Linked DNA regions of Danio rerio: region 2 is linked to region 1. Evidence: chromatin contacts called from public Micro-C data. All regions are on one chromosome and are shown on one strand. Each heading gives the region's core, a stretch centred on a gene start, on an enhancer-like site or on the middle of the called end of the contact. The rest is flanking DNA. Distances are from core to core; before and after follow the strand shown.

Region 1 (4,801 bases), core at 1,180-3,679:
ACATGCATCAGTTTGCACATTTGCACCAGGCACATTCTTACTATTACTTCATATCTTTAAAAAAAACTATGCATTCATAAAGTTTGCCTCACATAGGTAAGTGGGCCTAACAAACCACATGTAGAAAACACACTCTTTCATCTCTCTGACACTTTAAACAACACTTGCATCAGTTTGCACATTTGCACCTGGCACATTCTTTCAATCACTCCATATCTTAAAAAAAAACACTATACATTCATGAAGTGTGCCTCACACAGGTGAGTGGGCTTGACAAACCACCAGTAGAAAACACACTCCTTCATCTCTCTGACACTTTAAACAACACTTGCATCAGTTTACACATTTGCTCAAGGCACATTTTTACAATCACTTCATATCTTTAAAAAAAAACTATGCATTCATGAAGTTTGCCTCACACAGGTGAGTGGGCTTAACAAACCACATGTAGAAAACATGCTCTTTCATCTCTCTGACACTTTAAACAACACTTGCATCAGTTTTTGCACATTTGCACAAAGCAGGTTCTTATAATCACTCCAAAAAACACTATACATGTAGTACCTGTAAAAACACCTTTCACTCTCTCTCAAAAAAAGAAAAATAAACTCCCTCCTCCTAATGCTGGCACTTAATTCTCTGGCCACAAACAGTCCCTTTGTATTACTGGCACTCCTTGACTGTATTGCTTCTTCAATCGCTGAATGATTCCTCAATTGTAAGGCGCTTTGGCCTCTGTGAAATGAAAGTGCAGTCAAGTAAATGAAAGGATACATATGGCGTTGAACAGCTGCTCGATTCAGAGTCTCTCTGAGTTGTGCTATATTCTGTTTTAGCTTCTGTAATGATGCTCTCAGGGTCATGTTGATCTACATGGATGGAAAAGCAACAAGAGAGATTATTATATTGTGTAAAAGATTGGTTAACTATCTCATGTAAACCAGGGGTCTCAAACTGCCTGGCTGTGGGCCATTTGTGGCCACCCTCCTCCTTTTTCTTTCAGCCCGAAATTGACATGAAAAATATAATGAGATTCGGCCCAACAAAAAAATATATTTTTTTAGAGTCACTATCTTTGTGCAGTTGCATATAGCCTCTTATGTTTTTGACCCCCACCTACAGGACATTTAAAGTACTGTACAATATATGCAGGTTACTTTCTGTTTCTCTCAGTGTGCAGTTGAGAGTAATGCACATGCAGATTATTTCTGGGGCTAATGTAAAAGTTGAAACATATGTCTGTACGTGCTCTATTTTTACAAACACCTCTTCAAGGCTTACACGTTATGTTAGTAGTGTAAATATGATTATTTTGCTAATATTCAATTCAAAAATGTATCCTTAATATATTTTTCTAATATGCATATTAAGAATTGTATAAAAAATGTGCATTAGTAAAATTTTACTGCTGGCTAAATTGCACATGTTAAAGTAAACGTGAATACATACATAAAAACGTTTCCTCTCTTGTAGTTTAAAAAAAAAAGAAGGACATTGAGAAGAACAATTGCCAGTACAATCAACAAAGTTATTCAAACTCTTTTCTGATGTTTTACGCTATCGGTTAAACATCTGGTAAAGCAACAATTGATTGGGACATAATTATGATTATTATGCTTATATAATGTGGTATTTTCATAACAATTTAAACAACCCCTTCAACATATACAACGAGAAACTAAAAGGAGTTTTGATAAACTGGGGAAGAATGTATGAGTGTAAGAATGTATTACATCAGATTTCCACTTTTTTCTTGTGCTTCATATGAATCGTCAGTCACTAATATGGCCCCCCGCCATTGAGTTTGAGACCCCTGATGTAAACAATCAAATCCTGCCTTGCCTTGGCTGGGTTTCCTCCAGTCCTCTGCTGTCTGTTTCTTTCATGGATGTTTTCTGCAATTTCTTGAGCCAGCCTACAAGCTGCATCATAATTTTCTAACCTGTAAACAAAACACAGATTACACTTATCAAAATCTTCCAATGGGGATCATGAGATAAGGGTTTCCAGTTATTTAAATCACAAGGTTGTCATCAACACAATCATGTGACAATCAAATGTCAGCTAACCGGCTTGGCAACCTTTACAAGACGCGTAAAAACAGCAATATGTGAACGAAAACATAATTGATCAATTAAAGTATAGGGTAAAATGAGCCCTGGGGAGTAGAAAAAAAAATAGATAAATTAGTCTAGCGTTAAAGTTAAACTGATCTGACTGTCAGTTACAGATGCACTAAATTAATAGTGTTGAAGTCTGAAGTCTAACGTACTGTCCTGACATGCAGATCTAACATGACAGTAAATAATAATAGTATAGGCACTCACCAAAGGTCTTTTGACATGTTGCGGTACTTTTGTTTCGAGTTTGCAAAAAGCGTTTTAGCAGAAACTCACAGCAAAATCACATCAACATAAACTGCGCAGTGCCACTTCCTGTTAAGGAACGACGTCATACGGTGGCCTTTCATAGACACACTTCATACGGTAACCGATGTCTCGTTGTGTTTGTCCTGCGATGTCTCTTTTTATCAATGACAAAATTGCTGATTATGTAAATAAAGTGTTATTGAACTTCATATGGAAGAATAAAACCCATAAAATTAGAAAATCAGTCTCATCTAATAGGCGCTCAGAGGGTGGATTAGAGGTTTTAAATTTCAAAGATTTAATTAGGCATAGCTCATTTAGAATTAATTGGCTACAAAGATGTCTCCGTAGTAATAATTCAATTTGCTACCATATCCCCAATGTTATATTTGATAAATTAGGTGGCTTAGACTTTCTTTTAAAATGTAATTTAATCCCTTCTAAATTGCCAATTTCCCTCTGTAATTTTCACAAACAAGCTTTACTTGCTTGGAAATTGTGTTACGTGCACAATTTTTCCCCACACAAAGAAATTCTTTGGAATAACTCTAATGTCTTAACTCGTGGGAAATCTCTTTTTATTGATAAGTGGTTTGAAAGAGGAATTGTTTTTGTTTTGGACTTATTTTAAAATGATGGCAATATTTTGGAATATGAATAATTTATGACATTGTATAACTTCTCTTTGCCAGCTTAATCCTTCAACTGTGTTCTAAAGAGTTTGTCACAAAGTTATGTGCATTTATTTAAGACTTTTGTTTACTTTAATGAGAGGGAAACAATTATGCCTGAACTTTTTTTGGATGGAGTGTCTTTTTTTGATAAAAAATGTGACAACAGACATGTCAGACGATTGTTACATTCCTCTGTATATACCACCCCAAGATGTAAATTTTATGGTTATTACCTGACAAATTCAGCATATCCAACAAAATAGGAGAGATACATTTTAAGATCTTGCATAATGTTTATCCTACAAATTCCCAAATTGCTAATTATTTTGATATATCTAATTTGTGTACTTTCTGCAATATACATGAAGAGACTTTATTTCACTTATTCTATAGTTGCATTCACATTAAACATCTTTGGAATTACATTATTTTTTATTTATCATCCATTTTTAAACATGATTTAAATTTGTCTATAAAAGATATATTTCTGTATTTCTTGGATGATGATCATGCTCTCGATCTTATTGTAATTTTGTTTTTTGTGTTACTCTGTAAATTTTTTATACACAAAAACAAGTTTCTAAAAACAATACCTATTTTAATACTTTCCTTGTTGAAATTTCGTACAATATTGAATCTCTTAAGCTTATTAATTATAATAATAAGAAGTTTCTTAAAGCTTATGACAATTTTTTTTCTTAATGATTGAGGCTGTGTATTTTTTTTTCTCTCTGTCTTCTTTCTTATTTTTTATTATTGTATTTTTTCTTCAATGCAGTGATGTTATTATTCTTGTATTCAATAAAAAAAATAAAAAATAAAAAAAAACTTCATACGGTAACCGGATAAGAGCTGAACAAGTCCTTTAGCAGTTATAGGGATTTTAAAATAATTGAGAAATTCACAATAATTAAAAAGTTGTCCATTATTTTTTAATAACTGTCTCACCAATATAATATCATTATTGTAACAATTTCTTTGGTACAATAATGATATTGTACTCCAATCTGTTTGGTTTTCTACTGATTTGTTTCTTTGATGTGAAAAATGTAAGCATTGTATTCCTCATTTTTGTATGCTATTGTTCTTGTTATGAAAAAAGTATATATATATATATATATATATATATATATATATATATATATATATATATATATATATATATATGCAGTGGCACAGTAGGTAGAGCTGTCGCCTCACAGCAAGGTCGCTAGGTCGCTGGTTCGAACCTCGGCTCAGTTGGTGTTTCTGTGTGGAGTTTGCATGTTCTCCCTGCCTTCGCGTGGGTTTTCTCCGGATACTCCGGTTTCCCCCAAAGTCCAAAGACATGCGTTACAGGTGAATTGGGTAGGCTAAATTGTGTATGAGTGTGTGTGGATGTTTCCCAGAGATGGACGGCTGGATGGGCATCCGCTGCATAAAAACTTGCTGGATAAGTTGGTGTTTCATTCCGCTGTGACGACCCGGATTAATAAAGGCTGACAAGAACATGTATGAATGAATATATATATATATATATATATATATATATATATATATATATATATATATATATATATATATATATATATATATATATATATATATATATATATTTATATATATATATATATATAATGGGACAAGCTGACATGTTGTTATGTAAAAACTAAAATAGATGATGATTTCTATCTGTATTTTTATTATCATTTTATGTTACTTTAACTTATAGCTAGGGCCACACGGAATCTGCGCATGCAAAAATCTGCCAATTTGAAC
Region 2 (4,801 bases), core at 677-3,176, 230 kb before region 1:
CAGGAGTTTTGATTAATTTTGGACTTTTGAATGCTAAGTATATTTTATAAACTATGTATTCAAAATTCTCATAGTAACTTTAAAAAAAAAAAAAAAAAGTATTTTTAAGGTAACTGGTTAGTGTTTTCTGCTAGTTAGCAAATCAAACTCTAAATTTTTTAATAACATAATGTGTTATAATGTGTTACATAACTCTTGTTCCCTTATTCACTTGAATTAGGGCCCTGGCTTGGAGGGGGTCTAAGGATATAAGCAGCCAAAAACCTCTTATAGGTAGGTCTTTGGTACATTTCTTCTTCTTTGGACCAAGATGAGAACCTCAAAATATTATTATTATTATTTTTATTATTATTATTATTATTATCATTGTTGGTGAAAGTTACTTTTGAGCATAATATAACATAATATTGATTTACTCCCCAAAAATCTAACTTTGCATTACTCTTTCTGGTAAGTAATGTGTTATGTTACTTTTGAGTTACTTTTGTCTCTTTCCTACCTGACTGAGGCTTGATTTCTTTCAGAACTTGCAGGTTTTGTTCTTCTTATTTTATTAAATAGAGGAGCTGTATTACAAGTAATATTGCGTAACCTGTGTTACTTGCAATATTTTACCCCAACACTGGTTATTATTAAAATTATTCATTATTAATAACATAATAAAGGACAAAATACAGAACATAAAGTCCCTGGTTATTAATTTTTAATTATCAGGTATCATTTAATGTATACACTAACATTAATAACACTAATGTTTATAATAATAATAATAATTATAATTTTGTAATGGCTTTAAACATGATGCATATAAAATGCATGCGTTGTACAACAGAGTTGTTTGTGGTGTCACAATAGTTCTTAATATCTAGATCAGGGGTGTCAAACTCATTTTCTGGAGTGCACAGCCTTATAGTTTAGTTCCAACCCTGCTTCAACACACATACCTGTTGGTTTCAAAAGAGCCTAAAGTGCTCAATTAGTTTGATCAGGTGTGTTTAATTAGAGTTGGAACTAAACTGTGCAGAGCTGCTGCTCTGAAGTTTGACACCCCTGATCTAGATAGAATGTTTAGAATGCTGATATATATATATATACAGTTGAAGTCAGATTTAACCCCCTTAAAAAATGAATTCCTTTTTAAATATTTCCCAAATTTTCGCATTTGTTTTTTTGTTTTGTTTTTTTGGCTAGTATAAAATCAGTTTTAGTTTTAATTAAAAAAAAAAAACATTTTAATGTCAAAATTATTCGCCCCTTTAAGCTAACTTTTTTTTCGATAGTCTACAGACCAAACCATCGTTATGCAATAACTTGTCTAATTACTCCAACCTGCCTAGTTAACTAAATTAACCTAGTTAAGTCTTTAAATGTTATTTTAAGCTGTATAGAAGTGTATTGAAAAAAAGTAAGTATCAGCATTTAATTAATTTATTATAGGCTGTAAAAGCAATACAAGTGTTACATACAAGTCCTCATAAAGATTTAAACCAAATCAATATGTGATCTAACACTTAATATATAAAGTTTTATGTTGATGAAAGTCATTTCTGGGTGCTGTTAAAATAAGCCGAAACGTTTGTTAAAATAAAACTAAACTTATTAATAATAACTAAATTATTTGTCCACAATAACCATCGCTCAGATGAAAAATTATGTTTTGTTTTGTGCAATTTTGGTGATATGCATTGTTGCACTCATAGTAATGTTTTATCTTCTTCTCTACTTAAATATGCCTTCGGGACATACTAACTGAAGTTATATTATATAATGTATCATTGAATCTCTAATATACTGAATTCAATTATAATTCGGCACTGGTTTTATTGATAATCTACCAGTGGATGTCGTTGTTCTCTCGAATGTCACTGCTAGAGATGAATGAGCGCAAAGCCCAGCGTAAAGACCCGTCCGGCGCCTTTCTCAATAGAGCATATACGGCGAGCGAGGGAGAGAGGGGGGCAAAGTGAGTGTCTCCTATCACACTAGAGCTCAAACTAACGGGATCTGCTTATATCCTCTACATGCGCAGAGATTCAAGAACCAGACAGGTGAAAGCGCGTGTCCGATGTACTCAAGGAAAAAGAGAGCTAGCGCGAACTGAGATTTTTTAATTTTTTTGTTACTTTTCTGCTTTTGCTGAACTGTTTGACGGTGATACTGTGACCTGTGTGGAGATTTCTTTAATTGCGAACGCGTATTTATTGTAGTGTTTTTAAATCAGGTATCCAGAGTTTGCCCATGTGTTGGAGACAGATTCGGATTCACATTAGTTTTTATCTGGCATCGGTTTGAACCCAGCGGCTGTGGACTGATCAAGCTCAGACTGCCAACTGATTTGATATCCTTGTAAAATCTGCAGACGGGAACGCATCTTCTCACTAGGACGCACAGCTGTGTTTCAGCACAGGAGAGGCTGAGGAAGGCGCGCGAGGATGTTGAGAGTCTCTGATGCTTTGGTCACTTTGGTGACTCTCTGCTGTGTGCTCAAAGGGACTGTCGGCGGATATGGAATGAGCATGTTCGCCGCTCAGACCTCCCCGCCGGATCCGTGTTACGACGAGAACGGACACCCCAGAAGATGCATCCCCGACTTCGTAAACGCGGCGTTCGGGAAAGAAGTACGCGCGTCCAGCACCTGCGGCAAAACGCCGAGTCGTTACTGCGTGGTGACCGAGAAAGGGGACGAAAGACACAGAAACTGCCACACGTGCGACGCGTCAGACCCAAAGAAGAATCACCCACCAGCTTACCTGACCGACCTGAACAATCCTCACAATCTCACCTGCTGGCAGTCGGACAATTACCTCCAGTATCCTCAAAACGTCACTTTAACTTTATCCTTGGGCAAGAAATTTGAGGTGACCTACGTGAGTTTGCAGTTCTGCTCACCTCGACCGGAGTCTATGGCGATCTTTAAATCGATGGACTACGGAAAGTCCTGGGTGCCTTTCCAGTACTACTCGACCCAGTGTAGAAAGATGTACAACAAGCCCAGCAAAGCCACGATTACTAAGCAGAACGAGCAAGAGGCCATCTGCACAGATTCTCACACCGACATGCATCCTCTCTCCGGCGGGCTGATCGCGTTCAGCACCCTGGACGGGCGACCCTCCGCGCACGACTTTGACAATTCACCCGTACTTCAGGACTGGGTGACCGCCACTGACATTAAGGTGACTTTCAGCCGCCTGCACACTTTCGGAGACGAAAACGAGGATGACTCGGAGCTGGCCAGAGATTCCTATTTTTACGCAGTTTCCGACCTGCAGGTTGGAGGCAGATGTAAGTGTAATGGACACGCATCACGGTGCGTCAAAGACCGGGATGGAAACCTAGTGTGCGAGTGCAAGCACAACACAGCCGGACCAGAGTGTGACAGATGCAAACCTTTTCACTATGACCGACCCTGGCAGCGCGCAACCGCCAGAGAAGCCAACGAATGTGTCGGTAAGTCCATCATTTATATCTGCATCATCTCTGGAAAGCGCCTACGGCGAGAACATTTCACCAAAGACATATCGTTTTGTCGCATGTGCAATTTGTTTGAGATGAGTTAGAAACCAGCCATGACTGCCAAGTCAAAAGTGCGGGTGTTTTCTTTTTAAACGCAAGCATTTTGCTTGAAGTGAACTTTCAGGACCATTACAGTATAGCAATGTTCAAGTGACAGATTTATGAAGCATTTGCGCAATGGTTTGGAGAAAGATAAAGAAAAAAAATCTAAACATGTAGGACTTAAAATATGATTGGAGTTTAGCAGCCAGGTACCGACAGTCTCCATTACTATTTCTCAAACATTTAGAAAAGATTTTCACCAATTTTGACTTCGAAGAGCTTTTGGTTTGAAAGCATAAAATAAGGACATAATTAACAAATCTACAAATTAACTTCCTAACGATTTTTATGCCTTGCAAAATTTTGGTTTTCATTACAAAAATAAACATTAATATGGAAATGTAATAATCCTGTATATAGCTTAAATGTTTAATGCTCACCTCATTTTATCAAAGCGTAAATATTAAGGAAACAAGAATTTGTCGCCTGTCCATGGCTTGTTTTTTTAGTTCGCAACACACGAGATATCGTTCTGTAGTCTACTTAAATAATAATGTTTAAATGATATCAGTAGTGACTATTATTAATTTAGGGGCAAAGATATCATGATATGCGTTAGCATTAAAACAATTAACAGGTGTCACAGCAAGAAAGACAAACACGACATATTTTGTCGTCTAAAGAGCATTGTGATAAAAACCCAAGAAACATTTCGTGTTATTCCTTAAAATAAAATTACAAATAAAATTGGACACATTTATTGATGATTATTTCTTTTTAAAAATACTCTTGAATAAAATTGCTTTATTTCGAATCATGTTTAGAGGGGAAAAAACTAAGAATAACTAGAATGATCAAATTAAATGACCAGAAGCTAGATTGCCAGATGATTTAGATATACGCATTGAGATTTTATTCAGCATTTGTAAAGTAATGTAATTTAATTAAATAAAAATATGTTTGAAATACACATTATCACTGCGTAAAGTTAGCTGGGAGAACACAAATATAGCCTGCGTCTTACATCAGGAATTAATAAATAAAGCCGTTGCCTAACTCTTAATTGAATAACGAAGGACCTAATTTATAAACGAAATTAAATGTCATCATTTGTACAAAAACATTCACGCCACACTGATCTAAATCAAGCAGTCAGCATTCTTAAAGCAGTCACTTTGATTTATGAGTGCAGCAGCCTGAAATATGTACTAAAGTGTAATATAGTAGATGTATTTAGTATAATAAT

The links. A called contact is a pair of places that touch in the nucleus more often than the background predicts.
Region 2: a contact with region 1 is called in a Micro-C map of caudal fin, with 8 times the contacts expected there. The contact joins the promoter of ntn1a here to the promoter of stx8 in region 1. A contact is called at or near these places in 5 of 18 Hi-C or Micro-C datasets (caudal fin, embryo, hematopoietic stem cells and 1 more) and 2 of 4 datasets of contacts at active chromatin or transcription factors (caudal fin and embryo).

The regions. Positions count from the first base shown.
Region 1 is chr6:25,760,341-25,765,141 of GRCz12tu, reverse strand. It overlaps stx8 (syntaxin 8), which reads right to left and starts at 2,429. Exons shown (of 8, transcript NM_200375.1): 1 at 2,328-2,429; 2 at 1,843-1,942; 3 at 775-869. The coding sequence starts at 2,344.
Region 2 is chr6:25,990,604-25,995,404 of GRCz12tu, reverse strand. ntn1a (netrin 1a) reads left to right here and starts at 1,926. Exons shown (of 6, transcript NM_131029.2): 1 at 1,926-3,447. The coding sequence starts at 2,433.